Regions from separate parts of the Oryctolagus cuniculus genome. Here region 1 is linked to region 2. A link is a contact called in public Hi-C data. All regions are on one chromosome and are shown on one strand. The core of a region is the stretch at or near the end of the contact, and the rest is flanking DNA. Distances in the headings are between cores, read along the strand shown. Region 1 overlaps CDC6 (cell division cycle 6). Region 2 has its middle 23 kb from the start of TNS4.

Region 1 (5,419 bases), core at 2,491-4,990, 180 kb before region 2:
TTGTGTTTGAGGCTTGGCGCCTTCCTCTTAACTGTACGGCCTGAGTCCGGAACATGGCTTGACTCGCAGTGGGGCTGCTATGTATCCTCTCTGGCTTTCAGCCAAGATCACATTTACGGATTCAAAGAGGCAAATTTCTTTCCCCTCTGCCTCCCTTCTCTCCCTTTCCCCTGGTATTTGGAAATAGGGTTTTCTGTATGCCGGTTTGTTAGTTTCCCTTCCTTTAGTTCTCTCCCCACTGTCAATTTCTAGGTCATTGCTGCTCTTAAGACTTTAGCAATTGGAACAGGGTTGGTTCTGTCAATGGCGCGTGAAGCAGACTTAGAGTCCCTGCTTGGCTTCCGCTGCCCTTGTGGGAGCAAAAGCTGATATATGCTTGTCAGTAAAGTCTTAAGTGTAGTTCAGACAGCCAGGAAAGCAGGGAGGAAAAGTCCTTTCCTGACTGGCTCTCCTCACTGAGGCTGAGAGCTACAGGAAGGTAGTGGGAGTTCTGGTGGGAGGGGCTCAGCTTACCATCTCTAGTTCTTTGCCAGGGTCACAGGATGCTTCCCGTAGAGTAGTGGCAAAGATGCTGACCTACATTCTTTTAAAGGTGGTGGGGTGTGTGCCTGTCTCGGTTTATCTTTTTGTTTTTTCCTTGGATGAGCAAACCAAGCTTTGATAGAATGTTGGGCATTGCTGTGGAAGGTGCATAGGTGCAATAAAGTTGGTGTGAGTTTCAACCTCAGAGCTGCCACTGCTTCTGGCTCAATAAGATGGCCTCTGGCTAGCTAACTGCAAGAGTGTGTGAGGGCCAACCCACCCACCCAGAGATCAAAAAAGTTGCCAGAACCTTATTTCCCCCACTGCTTCCTACCTTTGTTACATGTCCATTTCAAGATATAACAGAACTGGAAGGAGGAATGAGAAATGACTTGGGTCCTGTTTTAGAAAATATCTGTTGAGGGGCTGGTGCTGTGGTGTAGCAGGTTCAGCTGCCGCCTGCGGTGCCGGCATCCCGTTTGGGCCCCGGCTGGAGTCCTGGCTGCTTCTCTTCTGATCCACCTCTCTGTTATGGCCTGGGAAGGCACTGCATGAGAGACCCAAAAAGATCGGCCCAGGTCCTGCTGTTGTGGCCATTTGGGGGGTGAACCAGAGGATGGAAGACCTCTCTCTCTCAACTAAATAAATAAATCTTGTTTAAGGTTTACCTATTTGAAAGAGTTAGAGAGAGGTAGAGACAGATAGAGAGGTCTTCCATCCGCTGGTTCACTCCCCAAATGGCTGTAATGGCTGGAGCTGAACCAATCCCAAGTTAGGAGCCAGGAGCTTTTTCTAGGTCTCCCATTTGGGTGCAGGGGCCCAAGGACTTGGGCCATCTTCTGCTTTCCCAGGCCGTAGCAAGAGAGCTGGATTGGAAGTGGAGCAGCTGGGACTAGAACTGGCACCCATATGGGATGCCAGCACTTCAGGCCAGGGCTTTAACCTGCTGTGCCACCATGCTGGCCCAAATAAGTAAATCTTTAAAAAATCTATTGAGGCCAGCTCCGCGGCTCAATAGGCTAATCCTCCGCCTTGCAGTGCTGGCACACCGGGTTCTAATCCCGGTCGGGGCGCCGGATTCTGTCCCGGTTGGCCCTCTTCCAGGCCAGCTCTCTGCTGTGGCCTGGGCGTGCAGTGGAGGATGGCCCAAGTGCTTGGGCCCTGCACCCCATGGGAGACCAGGAGAAGCACCTGGCTCCTGCCTTCGGATCAGCACGGTACACCAGCCGCAGCGCAGCGGCCATTGGAGGGTGAACCAACAGCAAAGGAAGACCTTTCTCTCTTTCTCTCTCACTGTCCACTCTGCATGTCAAAAAAAAAATCTGTTGAGAGGCGTTACCTTAACTACTGAGGGAGAACAAAAGAGCCAAGATTGAGGTTATATTTAAATTTTTTTGCCTTATATATTTGAAAGGGAGAGAAACACATAGAGATAGTCCATCCATGTTCCCTCCCCAAAATGCCCTCCAACAGTCAGGGCTGGGCCAGACTGATACCAGGAGCCAGAATCTCCATCTGGGTCTCCCACAGGGGTAGCAGGAACTCAAGTAAGTACTTGGGCCATCACCTGCTTCTTCCCAGGCACATTAGCAGGGAGTTGTTCAGAAGCCAAGTTGCCAGGACTCAAACTGGTGCTCATGGAATGTAGGCGTCCCAAGCAGTGTCTTAACCTGCTGTATCACATTACTCACCTCTTTATTTATTTATTTAAGATTTATGTATTTCAGAGTCAGATATCTTCCATCTGCTGGTTCATTCCCTGGATGGCTGCAACAGCCAGGGCTGAGCCTGAGTCTCCTACCTGGGTGCAGGGGCCCAGGGACTTGCGCCATCTTCTGCTGCTTTTCCCAGGCCAGCAGGGTAGTGGATCAGAAGTGGAGCAGCCAGTACAGGAACTGGCACCTATGTGGGATGTCGGCGTTGTACAGGCAGCAACTTTACCCACTATATGACAGCCCCTCCTGTGTGTATTTTTATCTGTCCCCAGCACTTAGTATACTGCAACAGGTAGATATTCAGAGACTGTTGAATGAGCAGATAAATGAGCCAGGTAAGATACTGCCTTTCCTTGTATCAGAGGACAGTCTGAGCTGGAGGGAGACATTGTTGGTACGTTTACATTGAGATGGAACAGGCTCCTGCCAAAGAGGGTGCTCCCTCTTCCAACATGTGTCAGGGCAGAGTTGTGGGGCATTTACTGGCTGCCCAGATGTGTTCCAGTCACTCCTAATGTAGTGGTTATTGTGCTTGAAGCAACTTCCATGTTGCTCATGAGAAACTATGGGGAGAGTCTTGCCCATTGGTCGGGAAGGGGGGTACCTGTTTGGATAGCACCTAGTCCCTAGAGATTGGCCCAAAACTGCCTCCAGTTGGTAAGGGATTAGGGAAGAACTCACCTTTGATGTCTCGCTTTTTAACTTTTGGGGAAAGCTGTGATCTCAGATCCCTCCTGTACAAACAAGGTGCCCTCTAAGACGTAATCCTCTTAAGCCCGGAACAGTGCAGGTCTTCCTCTTCTCAGAGGTGCGTTCTGTAGGGGAGAAGCTGTGCCCTCTGGCTTCCCCTTGATTTTTCAACCCCAGCCCCAAGGCAGTGGCTGTAGAAGCTAATTGGGTGCAAGGGGCATGGGTAAAGGCTGAAGACTGGCAAAAGGAAAGAGCCAACTCCGTTTTTTAAAAAGCTCTAATTGAGTTCTGAATCAGCCTCACTCCCTTTGATCCCTCCTCTGTTTCCCACACTGCCTGAAAGAGCTAGATCAGCACTTTATAACAAGGGTGCGCCTGCTCCCCGCACTGCCCCCCCTCTCCTGACGCTCTCTGCTGCCGCCATCCACTGCTTGTCTCCTTCAGTTAAGATAATGAAGATGCTGAGAGATAAAATGTGTATTTAATAAGGGTGGGGGTAGGGAGGCAGAAAGGGGCAGCCAGGGCCTTTCCTAGTTTGGGGCCTCGCCAAGAAGCTGAAAGCAAAGCTAGAGTAAGACTTGGCCCCAGGGTGTGGGGGTTTCTGGGCCTCAATCCAGCTGACTTCACTGCCTGCTGTTTGCCCTAAATTCCCCCACCTCCACCCTCTCACCCCCACACTCCTTTCTCTCCTCTGGATCCCAATGGGAAAAAGAGAGTCTTGCTTCGATTTTCTTTTCAGCTGGTAACATAGCCTGTGCTGCGATGCCCCCCATCCCAGAGTCAGCTGCAAGGTCGGGCTAGGGCAGCCCCCTCTAGCCTAGGCCTGTAGAAGCTGTGGGTTCACAGTGGGGGGTGAAAAAGCTGGAGTTAATGAAGACCAGCTGCTCGTCTGGGTTCTGCCTCCTGCTAGCTGGAGGCCAGCCTTTGGTGGTGGTTAGAGGTTGGGGGGAGGGTGACCTCCATCCATGGGCACAAGGATATCCTGTGGCAGCTAGCCTTGTGCTTCTCTCTGGGCTTGGTTTTCTCCTTAGTTTGTCAGAGAGTAGTCTGTTTCCCTCTTCCCCTACTCCTCCCCTCCCAAGTAACACTCAGCCCTTATTGAGCTTTATAACTGTAGTGGTGGCCCAGCTGAGATCTGAGGATCTCCAAGCCCTTTTGTAAACACTCATTAACTGCCTGGGAAGAACCGAGAGTCCTGTTTAACAGCTGGGAGAGAACTGAGGCACTTTAGGGTGAAAGGGTTGACCTAAGCTCACCCCACGGACTCCACCCTGGGGCCCTGGGTCCTTACTGACTAGCTCCTTTCCCTGGTTCTTCCTGCAAGACTGCAAGAGGTGGGGGCAGTGCTGCTGCCCCCTCCCCTGCCTCAAGTCTGTCCTGGACGTTCCCTGACCTTTACCCCATGACATTTTCCCTGCTCTGCTGCTGGAGATAACCTGCAACTCTCCTTACAAAATGATCTCAATCCACACTCCGAACTTCTCTATTCACCTTCTTCCCCTTGCCCACCTGGCCTACCTAACCTGAATTCTCATTCTGAGCTGCTCAGAAGGCTGATCTGTTAAGTCTTTCTGCCCCCTGCATTTGTCAAATGGTACCTGAGAAAACACTGTCTGTCTTTAACTTGTACGTTCTGGTAATAAAGACTCAGGCACTGTTGGGGGTTGGGTAGGGGTGCTGGTTGACCTCTTGCCTCTACATCCTGTTCTCCCATTGATGATTGCCATTTCCGGTCATCCTTGCAACCCAAAGAACGTTTTACCCCTTCTCCCCCAGCCTCACGTGCTCAGACTCTGGCCTACATATTTGCATGCTCCATACATTCCCAAATACACACATCGCAGTCTAAATGTATAAAACTACCAATTTCCAACTGCCATCTAAGTCATCCTGTCCTTTATTTGCTGAAAATTGAGGTCTATCCCCCTGGGATGGTGTCCTAGGTACTTAGGGGTGACTGGGAGGAATGAGGAGACTGCTCTAATCTGTGAGGAAGAGGGCGAGAGTGAACACCTGTTGAAAATGTATGAAGGAGATCCTAACCCCATCTCTAGCACCAAAACCCACATCCATCTGCTCAGGGTTGGCAGGAAGAAACGATTTCTTCCTGTCCTAGCTGAAGTCATCCATATGCTGTATATGAGACTAGGGACTGCCTGGTCCCAACCTGGGACTCAGACCCCCATCTTGCTTCCAGCGGGTATTTCTCTCCTGTCCTCAGCTCTGCACTGGCTGACCTAGTCAGAGCTGGTAGAAGAGGGCGGGGAGTGTCTACCAGTTAGACAGTGGGCTTTAGGACCCAACGGGAGCCTGTGTCTCTTGCAGCAGCCTAACCCAGAAGCAGGGGGGAATCCTGAATCGAGCTGAGGGCTTCCCTGGTTCTCCTGGGAACCCCCTCGCCCCCTGCCAGCACACACCTGAGCAGGTAGGATCATGCGCACCCCTTCCCAATTCTCCCTCTGCCGCCTTTCGCCCCGACCTCTCTGCTCTTA
Region 2 (4,965 bases), core at 1,691-4,190:
AATTCCATGCTCCTCCCTCCCCCAGGCCAGTGGTTTCCTGAGTGTATTCTATAAAACTCTCAGGGTTCCTGGAGTGCTTTAAGGGCATGTCTGATTTTAATCTCATATTTAAAATACAATCAACACACACTGGAATGTGTTACCTAACAGAAAAAGCTTCCATCCATTTCTGCATATTCTTGGGTTTCTTGTAAGTGATTAGAGAGACAGCGTGGTGTTGGGGGGGGGGGCGTGTCTCTCCGTGTGCAGCTGTGAAGGGCTCACCAAGCAGGTGGGATTCGGAATCCCAGGGGCCTGACTCAAGCCACGTGAATCCTTCCGAAGAGAAACTGGGCCCCCTGTGCTCTAAAGAAATCTCAAAATTCCTGGAGGAGTGGCTTGAGGATGCTGACGTGGGGGAGGGAGCGGAGTAGAAGAAGCTGCGGTCTGGAATGCACGCGGCGGGGTGGGGGCTGACCCTGTTCCTCCTCCTCCCCCCGCCCCCAAGAGGCCTGGAGAAGCCTAGGATCCGGCCACCGGCCGTGCTGACTGCCTGCGGAGTAGAACTCCGAGGGGCTGTGCGGCTTAGAAGGGGGGTGGGGGCGGAACCAGGAACTTCCTGAGCCGCGTTTGTACAAGGCTCAGCCAGTGTTTGCTTTGCCCCCTCCCCCTCCCAGATGGAGGGTCTTTAAAGGAGTTAAAGTGTCTGAGAGAGACCAGGGCAGCAGGGTTCTGAGGTGCTGTTTAGAGCGAAGCCTGTTGTAGGCTGGTATTTAGGAGTCCTGAGACCCAGAGACCAGCTCGCTCTGAAACAGGCTGTCCTCCTATGCGCGTTACAGAGCTGCCAGGAAACTTTCCTGTCTTAGTTACCAGCAGAAACCAAAAGCCAGAAGCTATTAGAGGAAGGCTGAAATATGACTTAGAAAGACGAAGCTACATAAACTGAAAATAAGACCTTTGAGGAAACACACAGATCGTAGGCAGAAGAGACCGTAAAGCATTCGCAAGAAGGCACTGGAGCTATAAAACAGTGCTATGAAAAAAGAACGGTTAGAAAACAAAAAAAGCCCTTGGACATAACAGTGTCATTAAAATTCAGTGCAAAAGTGGAAAGTTAAGGTCAAGGCAATCTCTCAGAAAATGAGGCAATTGGGGAAAGAAACAATTTTATTAGAGAAAAGATAAGAGATGGAAAAAAGTCAACACAGGAGGTCCATGATTAAATAAAAAGTATTTCTGGGAGAGAAAGCAGGGGAAGGGAATTTTCAAATAAATAATTGAACCGAATTTCGCAGACCAAAAACATTCAAGCCCTCTGACACACAGGGCTCATCAAGCCCCAGCATAAAGAACAAACGTGGGGGCTGGTGTCATGGTGCAGCGGGTTCAGCTGTCACCTGTGACCTGGCGTCCCATATGAGTATGTTGGAGTCCCAGCTGCTCCACTTCCAATCCAGCTCCCTGCCAATGCATCTGGGAAAGCAGTGGAGGAAGGCACAAGTGCTTGGGCCCCTGCACCCACATGGGAGAGCTGGATGAAGTTCCAGGCGTCTGGCTTTGGTCTGGCTCAGCCTTGGCTGTTGCGGCCATCTGGGGAGTTAACCAACAGATGGAGGACCCCCCCCGCTCCCGTGCCACAACTCTTTCAAATAAGTAAATAAACAAAATCTTTTTTTAAAAAAGAACATACATGGTTTTGAGATTCCAGAATACCCTGGAAATATAAGAAGACTCTAAAATTTCCAGAGAGAGAACAGTCACCTACAAAGAAAGAAAAATCAGAAATTCACAGTGTTTCCCACTAGCACAATGGAGCAAAGACTGTAAGTTTCTGTGGCACAGTCACTTAAGGAAAAATTCAGTACTCAGCTAAACTGTCCCCTGAGGATGACTGCAGGTCAAAGATGTCTTAAGATACTTAGGGACAGGGCCAGCACTATGGCATAGTGGGCTAAGCCTCCACTTGCAGTGCCGGTTTCCCATATGGGCATCGGTTCTAGTCCTGGCTATTCATCTTCCAACCCAGCTCTCTGCTATGGCCTGGGAAAGCAGTGGAAGATGGCCTAAGTCCTTGAGCCCCTACACCCGCATGGGAGACCTGGAAGAAGCTCCCGGCTCCTGGTTTCGGACTGGCCCAGCTCTGGCCGCTGTGGCCATTTGGGGAGTGAACCAGCAGATGGAAGATCTCTCTCTCTCTGTCTCTCCTCCTCTTTCTGTAACTCTGCTTCTTAAATAAATAAATACAATGTTAAAAACAAAATATACGTAAGGCCTAAGAAAGTGCACTTCTGACATACTCTTTGGAACTTATTTGGCCAAGAGCTGTAACAGAACAAAGGGAGAGGGAATTAGCTTAGTGTGCTGTGTTAATACATCAAGCAGCTTGTTGAGGGTGTGTTTTCTGTTAGGTTTAGGAAGCAGGGTTATGCCTTTCTGTAAACTGAACTAAGCTTTCAATCTTTTTATGTTCCAAAAGTGCACAGGGAATTCTCTCTTTCTTGAGTGTTTTCCAAAACAAACAAAGTCCCAAGCCTTGCTTTAAGAGCAATTCTTTGACAATATTTTCTGGGTTTTCTTTCATCGTTGTTTTGTGAAGTTTGTGCTTTGTGGCAGGTCCTGCGGCCAGCCAGTATCCATCCGCCTCCTTCCTTCACGTGGAAGAATCCACGTTTGCCAAGTTAAAAAATAAACGTCATTGGCTGCCTTCCAGAGGGGTGGCGCAGATGACACAATGCTGACCAATGAGAGGATAGCACAGACTTACTGAGTGGGAGTTTGGGAAAAGCCATTGTTTTCCTGATAAAAGGGATGGGCTTAGCCCTACCTTTGTCTTCCGAGCCCCTGCCAGGAACGTAGAGACACCTGGAAGTGCAGGTGGGATCTCATGAGCATCCAGACAAAAGGCGTTTGCTAAGGATTCCGGGGCAGAAGGACAGGAGTCCTGGTCCCTGGCGGCGTCACGGAACTTCCCACCAACCCAGGTCTGCCTGGATTTCCTGTTACACACGAAAAATGTATCCCTGAAGCTTCCATGACTGACTTGTTCAATTTTCTGTTACTTGCAGTAAACTCACGATCAGAGCTGCAGAAAAGTTTTTCAGTTTTATGAAAAAGTATTGGGTGAGTCAGAGGCCATCATTAAGGGGGGTAACTTTCTCCCTTCTGTTATCAGCCCCCAAACCAGAAACTGACAGCCTCTCAGAAGTACTGGGCAGAAATCTTTCAACTTTCTTGGTAACCCCTTCTTGGGTTTCTCACTGAGAGGAGGCGGTCACGCCTGGGTGGGCGTGGCCTGGGTTGGGGTGGGCGTGGCCTGCTCCTGGTGCTGTCTGGACCCGCCTTCACTCCAGCAGCACGTTCCATCCCTGCTCCTGTCTCCTGCAGGCTGCACCCAGCAGGCCGGGCCCAGCCTCTGCTTACAGGGCTTCAGTGGTACGGCTGCTGTGCCCTGAGTGGGAGGGCTGTGGGGAGGGACTGGGAAGGCCATGTGGGCTTTGGGCCTTAGCCACTTCCCCGGGTCCATCTGGAGCAGCAATAAAGCTGACATTTTAATCTCCCCTTGTCTCCAGTGACCACTCCTCAGCTGGATCAGAGCTCAGAGAGGTGAGGGGTGAGATGAACCCCCACCCACGGCCCCCAACATCTGCTGAACGCGTGCCCCAGAGGGAAAAGGCAAAGTTAGATGAAAACACTGGTTTATAACTTTTAGTAATTATTAGACAACCTTTCTCTCTACTTAGCTGTTTATATGTCTTTTGATCTTACTATAAAATGTATATCATGTTATTATTTTTCAAGGTAAGGGCCTGGACCGAGAAAGACAAGTCTCTTCTAGTCCTGGCTGCACTAACTTGCTCGGTGGCATGAATTTTTTCTAGCTTCAACTTTTTTTTTTTTTTTAAAGATTTAATTAATTTATTCTGAAAGAGTTACAAGAGAGGTAGAGACAGAGAGAGGGTTCTTCCATCTGCCAGTTCACTCCCCAAGTGGCTGCAATGGCCAGAGCTGAGCTGATCTGAAGCCAGAAGCCAGGAGCTTCTATCAGGTCTCCCACGTGGGTCAGGGACCCAAGCACTTGGGTCATCTTCTACTGCTTTCCCAGGTCATAGCAGAGAGCTGGATCAGAAATGGAGCAACTGGGACTCGAACCGGTGCCTACATGGAATGCTGGCTCTGCAGGCAGGGGCTTTAACCCACTGTGCCACAGAGCTGGCCCCTCTAGCTTCAATTTTTTTTAAAAAAAGATTATTTAGTTTGTCTGAAGGGCAGAGTTGCAGAGAGTGGGGACAGGTTGGCAGACACAGAGAGACAGACAGAGAGACAGAGGGATCTTTTATCTGCTGGTTTACTCCCCAAATGGCCTCAATGGTCTGTCCAGTCCAGGCCAAAGCCAGGAGCCTGGAACTCCATCTGGGTCTCCTTCATGGGTGCAAGGTCCCCAGAACTTCGGTCATCTTCCGCTGCTTTCCCAGGTGCAATAGCAGGGAGCTGGATCAGAAGCAGAGCAACTTGGACTTGAACCTGTGCTCATATGGAGTGTTGGTGTCATAGGCGACAGCTTAACCCACTGCATCACCCCAGACCCTCTCGCTTCAATTCTACCAGTTGTGTAATGAGCGGCTTAGACGTGCTGATCAATAGGGCCCATCTCTAACTTTGCCATCCTTTTGTTCAACACTTTTTCACTGAACACCTCTATGTGTCAAACTCTGTGCTGGAGGCTGGTTATACAACACCATACAAAACAAATATGACACCTGCCATCTTGGATTTAGAGTCTGGTAGGAGACGCACACGCATACGTGCATGAATATATGAATAATTTCAAGTGTTTCGGCCTTTTAATCGGCAGCATTTTAGTCGCCACTCACCCACACTTGGGGGAGGCCTCGCTGGTCGGTCCGACAGCCACCACGAGGCAGCATCACCACCCACGCAGCTGGGCCCCGCCCACTGTGCTTTGGAAGACAGAACAGAGATGCTTCA

What was found. Hi-C and Micro-C count contacts between places; a contact is called where the count stands out from the background.
Region 1: a Hi-C map of an unstated tissue shows a contact between it and region 2, with 2.9 times the contacts expected there. The contact joins two enhancer-like sites. A contact is called at or near these places in 3 of 6 Hi-C or Micro-C datasets (liver, skin fibroblasts and an unstated tissue).

The regions. Positions count from the first base shown.
Region 1 is chr17:22,163,437-22,168,855 of mOryCun1.1, reverse strand. All of the region lies in intron 12 of CDC6 (cell division cycle 6), which reads left to right. Among named protein-coding and RNA genes, the nearest start is that of CDC6, 21 kb to the left of the region's middle. Within about 2 kb of position 3,740, at least 2 of the 8 cell types and tissues checked have an H3K27ac peak or open chromatin away from gene starts, as enhancers often do.
Region 2 is chr17:21,982,761-21,987,725 of mOryCun1.1, reverse strand. No RefSeq gene overlaps it. Among named protein-coding and RNA genes, the nearest start is that of TNS4, 23 kb to the left of the region's middle. Within about 2 kb of position 2,940, at least 2 of the 8 cell types and tissues checked have an H3K27ac peak or open chromatin away from gene starts, as enhancers often do.